2 separate regions of the Urocitellus parryii genome follow, and region 2 is linked to region 1. Evidence: chromatin contacts called from public Hi-C data. All regions are on one chromosome and are shown on one strand. Each heading gives the region's core, a stretch centred on a gene start, on an enhancer-like site or on the middle of the called end of the contact. The rest is flanking DNA. Distances are from core to core; before and after follow the strand shown. Region 1 holds the start of Ankrd46 (ankyrin repeat domain 46). Region 2 holds the start of Polr2k (RNA polymerase II, I and III subunit K).

Region 1 (2,700 bases), core at 93-2,592:
ACACTCCTAGTACCTGTTATGTCATAGTCCCCAGGTGCAGTGACATGAAGAAGCCACAGTATATGTGTTGCTGGCAGTTCATTTCTTTAATCTCATTAGAGGGGAAAAGCTATCTTCAGAGTCCCTAAATTTAAAAAAAATCGAATCAAAGCAGTAATTCATGAAGAGGAAGAGATAAATTTGTAATAAAGTAATGAATAACCTCTTAGATTATTTGACATACCAGTTAATGAAGATGAGGTAATTGTATGAATATATTGTAGAAAGGCTTAAATTACTTGCTGATTTGACACAATTTATTAACATCAGTGAAGATATAAACTCAATACATGACCACCAGGAGGACATCAATGGCAAATTGATTAATGTGTCATTAATTCAAAGAGTAATATTTATGACTAGGCACCACACAAGAAAATGTGAGGTCTTATAATGGCCCTGATATCTTATAATTCTTTTTAAAAATTTTATTAGAGCATTACAATTATGCATAGCATTTGGGTTCATTCTGACAAAATACTACATGCAAGGAATTTGATTTTAATCCCATCCCACCTTTTCCTTTCCTTCATCCCTCCCATTATTTTCCCTCCTCTCCTCGATTAGAGATCTTATAATTTTTATATGAAAAAATTTGATCATGATCTCCTCAAATTTGATAGAAATCCTGAACATTTACATGACTGTGCCAAGAACTATCAGACTGACTAGATGGTCCTTGAATGGATGGACCTGAGACATCTTAGAGGGTGGCTTGGTTGAGTGAGTGGTGCTGGAATTCAGATGAGGCACCGTTACTGTGGAGGGGAAGTCTTTGGATGTAGGACCAAGTTAGTCAACTAAAAAGAAGAAGAAAGTTTTGCATGAAAGAATGTTTGGGTCATGAACTTCCCACCACACTTTTAGTTTTGGCTGTAGACATGTTGCAAAAAGTCAAGGACTACTATAAAGTGAGGTGTGAACATTCAATCTGTTTTTGAAAAATAAATCTGGGTTCTATTTTAGAATAAGAACTATTAGCCATTAGTTGGCTATTGCTATTTGGGTTCTGTGCAAGATTTGCCTAGTAGCCAGCAACTATTTATTGATGCTTATAACACCTAATAAAACGGCCCTTGCCTTTGAAACCTACATTTAATCAAGGGGGTAGAACATATACTTAGAAAAGGAGGTAAAAAGTGGAAAATGCTCCCAGGCTCCAACTGGATAAACCTCTGTTGATCTTCTTCTGTTGATCTTCTCTGTTGATGATCTTCCCTTATTTCGGAGCAGGCAGAGCCGCTGCGCAGACCTCCCACCTGCAGGGGGCGCGCCGGCAGCAGTGCAGCTAGGCCGCTCTGGCCCGGCGAGCACTCTGTCTGTCTCAGTAGACGAACTCCTCTGCTGCCAGCTGGGAGGTGCTGCTGTCGCTGTCGCCGCTGCTTGTCTCACAGGTAACTGGGCCAGGGGCCCGAGGCTGTACCTGGGCGGGAATCCCTGATATCCCCATGCCAGCCCTGAATCAGGCCCGCAGAGCCGGGCCTGAGACCTGGTCGTGGGCCATGAGAAGCGAAGGCGCTGGGCTCCCCGAACCTTGCCCGGTGGCCGCGGGGAGCCAGGCCGAGGGGGCCGTCGCGGGTCCGAGGGGGCTTCCTCGCGGGCTGTGCTGTCGGTTAAGGCCGGGGAAAGGTCCACGAGGGTTCATGCTTGCTTTTGCGGACCATGGTTGTGCTTGTCCGGGGAGGGTGTCCTGTGCACCCGCGGCCGCGATGGGGAGACCTGGGGCGGTGGGGACGCGCTCCGCGGGGTTCAGCGGGAGTCTGTGCGGAAGCCTGCCCGGGTCTAGGACACCCACAGTGCTTTCATCAGCACGGAAAGTAATGAGGAGTCGGTAAATGGAAGCTGTGGAGATGTGAGTGCACTGTCCAGAATGGCATGTGGCCCTGGAGTGCCCGTGATAAGACAGGATTTGCACACTTTCCACATAGGCCTCAGGTGATCACAGACCTCCACTCCGAATTAATATGCAGTGCTAAGAAGCAGATCATTTTCTCTCCAGATTGTCCAGCTGCCTTGAGAAAAAGGCATTTATTCTTTAGAACGTTCCACTGTGTTCAGAATTGGCTGCCAAACATAAGGTAAACGTGTGCCACTGAATTGTAACACTTTTCATTCTTCAGGGAACAGTAGTTGCCTAGGAGATTCTTGGTTTAAAGAGCTGTTTTATCAGTGGTGTGGGGATGATTTTCTTTATATTACAATAGTAGCTATCTTCAGTGCTTATTTTGTGTCACTGTTGTGCCAAGTGTTTTAAATACTACTGATTTTATTGAATACTTGCACAATGTTATAAGATACCTTTTCCAACTTGCAGATAAGGAAGCTGAAGCACAGTCAAAATTAACTTGTGGGAGGTCAGGCAACTGGCAAAGGATGAGCAGAATTTGAGCTTCATCTCCCTTATTCTATTGTCTGCTTCTGTTATTGGTCCAAACATGGTAATTCCCTGTAATTTTTTATTTACTAATTTGATTTGTAGCTCAAACTGATTTCTCTCAGACTTAATATGTGTGACTATAAGCAAGAGTCCTGAACCAACTACTTTTTATTTAAAAGGAGTTTAGTGAGAAAAATGTTTGCTCACCAAGGATTATAGTGATAATGAAGTTAATATTGGATTGTGGTCCTCACTACTTCAGTACAATCTGATTTGAAATAGAG
Region 2 (2,700 bases), core at 147-2,646, 330 kb after region 1:
AATATTTCTATTTATCCTTGTATAATTTAGTTTGCCCATAAACTCAAGCTCAAGAATGAGAACTTCTATAAACACTAGAATCCCTGAAAAATACTTATGAGAACCAAAATCAACTGTATTTGAATACTATGAATCTATACAATGGTATAAAAAAAATATTACTTGTGTTTGTTTTCAAAGTAATCCAAAAGTTATTACTATGTTAACAAAACTTAGTATGTACCAACCCCAACATTACTAATTTCCTCCTCATATTTATAAACCATAGTTAAAAGGATACATCTTTTAGTTCTTTTCTTGTACATTATTCTGTATCCACATTCTCTGCATCTGATTGGATCCCTGGATTTTATTTCATTTTCTGTGTGACATTCTAGAAAAGAAAACACACTTAATCAATGCCCAAAAGGAAAACATTACAAACAAGAAAATGATTTTAACTCTATTTTTTATCCAAGGCAACCCAAAGCACTAAGATATACTGAAACTGAAGAGTAGGCTGCTATTACTAAATATAGTAAGTAGGTAAGAAGAGTTGTAGGCAATGCACTTTTTCCAGGTGAGAACATGAAGTCTTAACAGGAGGTTTGGTTTTTTTTTTTCTCCTTCTTTTTCTCCCATCCCCCACCAAGATAATAGGATTGCTAAAAAGTGTTCTACTTTATAACTTTAAAGACCAGTAATCCATTTAAGGAAATAATAAATGCAATAATTTCAAGGAAAAAAATAAGGAAAATACTCTTACTTTACCTAACCGCTACTCTTACCTCCACAGATATAGATCATTGGCTGCTGCTTTGGGGGTTGAACGTCCTTCTGAGTGTCCATTCCTACCTGAAATCACAAACTCAAATATTAAATATCTCAAAGGAGCTTCTCAAAAAACCAACCAATCCCCATTTTCCCCTGAAGCTAAAAAGATGATGTCAATTCCTAATCTGTGCTTCTTTCCTAAATACTACAGATTAGGTCTAAAGGATGAAACAAAGTATTGAACCTCACCCAAAACTCACACGTTAATAAACACTTTATGCATGTTATTTCATTATAATTCTCACAATAATCCTAGTATGTATCACTCTTGTTTTAGAGATGAAAAAGTTGCCGTTTAGAAAATTAATTTGCGCAGAGAAACAGTCTAACCGAAGGGGGAAAATAATAACTCCCAACAGCTAGCTAAAAGAAACTAGAGAGAAATGACGGCAGCATCGACTTTATTCTGCACCCCGCCCAAAACTGCTCCCACCCGAGATCTTTTTAGCATATAGACACCAAAAACTTTTGGGCCAAATACCTATCCCCTAAACCCCAAGAAACATACTTAACACACCACGCAGACTTTTCCCAGCGTCTCCAAACAGAACACCAAACGTCGCGGCGTCGCAGCCAATTTCCGGCGCCGGCCAATGACGCAAGAGGTGTCTCCGCCTCTTCCGCCTCATAGAGGCCTGGGAACACGCATTGCGCAAAGGCGGTAAAGCATATGCGATTTTACCTTAGATTGATTGAGATGTCTGTTTCGCTTATAGCTATTTTCGTCTTTGAGAGAAACAAAGCATTTTAATGGTTTTACAAGTCGAAGAGGTTTGTGTTTCCGACTAAGGAAGTTGGTAGGGAAGTAAAACTTCTAGAAGGGCAGAGGGATAGAAGAGAAAATGACAAATGCGGGTGGAACCCAACCTAGCCGTTATTCTAGTTTACGTGGAAAGAACTACCAGTATTTTTCACATATAAAAGCACTTTCTGTCAGATCAGGCGGAGCAGGCAGCGACCCAAGGAGGCAGATTTAAAAGGGCTGCTGAACAGGCTTTATTGAGATGTCACTCCCAGTCGGAACTCGATCAGACCCACAGAGGGGACAGGAGAAGGATCTGAGGAGAAAATGCGTGGAAGCTGGACCGGACTGGACTTTTAAGGGGCTTACAGCAGGAAGGGAAGGGCTTGGGACAGGAAAAGGTGTTTTTAGGGTCCCTTGCCCCCTTGGAGTTGGTCAGGGGAGTTGGCTGAACTCCAGGATTGGCCAGGGGGTCCTGCTGATTGACAGGCGTTAGTCAGGAGATCTGGCTGATTGACAGGCATTTCCGCAGGCATTCCGGAGTGGGCTGCTTTGTTCTAAGTTGCCACCAAGTCGCCATCACCGACCTAATACTTTTCAGTTATGTTTTTCAGATGTTTGAGACCTGTGCTCGGGCAGTGCTGCAGCAGCAGCTTCCCGTCCTTCGCCTGGTTTCCTTTTTTGGTTTGGGCTTTGTCCTAGGCCCCCTTTTTTAAAGCAAAGACCCAGTGAGGGCAGCTATTTCTCTCAGCCGTTGCTCTAATCTAAGAGATTAATCACGTTAATTTCCCTTTCTCCCTCCCGTGTATTCGTCCACAGAATAACAAAATTGTTAAAGTGGAGGTGCATTCTTTCAAAAATAAAAGTTCTCACTGAAAATTCTGTTTATACTTGTTAGTAGGGCAAAGAAAATGAAGTTATTCGAATTGAGAATATATATATATATATTTTGTACTGGAGATTGAACTCAGGGGCACTCGACCACTGAGCCACATCCCCAGCCCTTTTTTTTTTTTTTTTTTGTATTTTATTTAGAGACAGGGTCTCACTGAGTTGCTTAGTGCCTCGCCATTGCCGAGACTGGCTTTGACCTCCCTATCCTCCTGCCTCAGCCTCAGCCCGGCCACAAGTATCTTAATCAGTTG

What was found. Hi-C and Micro-C count contacts between places; a contact is called where the count stands out from the background.
Region 2: a Hi-C map of muscle shows a contact between it and region 1, with 4 times the contacts expected there. The contact joins the promoter of Polr2k here to the promoter of Ankrd46 in region 1. A contact is called at or near these places in 2 of 2 Hi-C or Micro-C datasets (liver and muscle).

What each region holds. Positions count from the first base shown.
Region 1 is chr7:36,084,305-36,087,004 of mUroPar1.hap1, forward strand. Ankrd46 (ankyrin repeat domain 46) reads left to right here and starts at 1,343. Exons shown (of 5, transcript XM_026383717.2): 1 at 1,343-1,433.
Region 2 is chr7:36,415,520-36,418,219 of mUroPar1.hap1, forward strand. Polr2k (RNA polymerase II, I and III subunit K) reads right to left here and starts at 1,397. Exons shown (of 4, transcript XM_026383949.2): 1 at 1,322-1,397; 2 at 768-834; 3 at 281-373. The coding sequence starts at 828.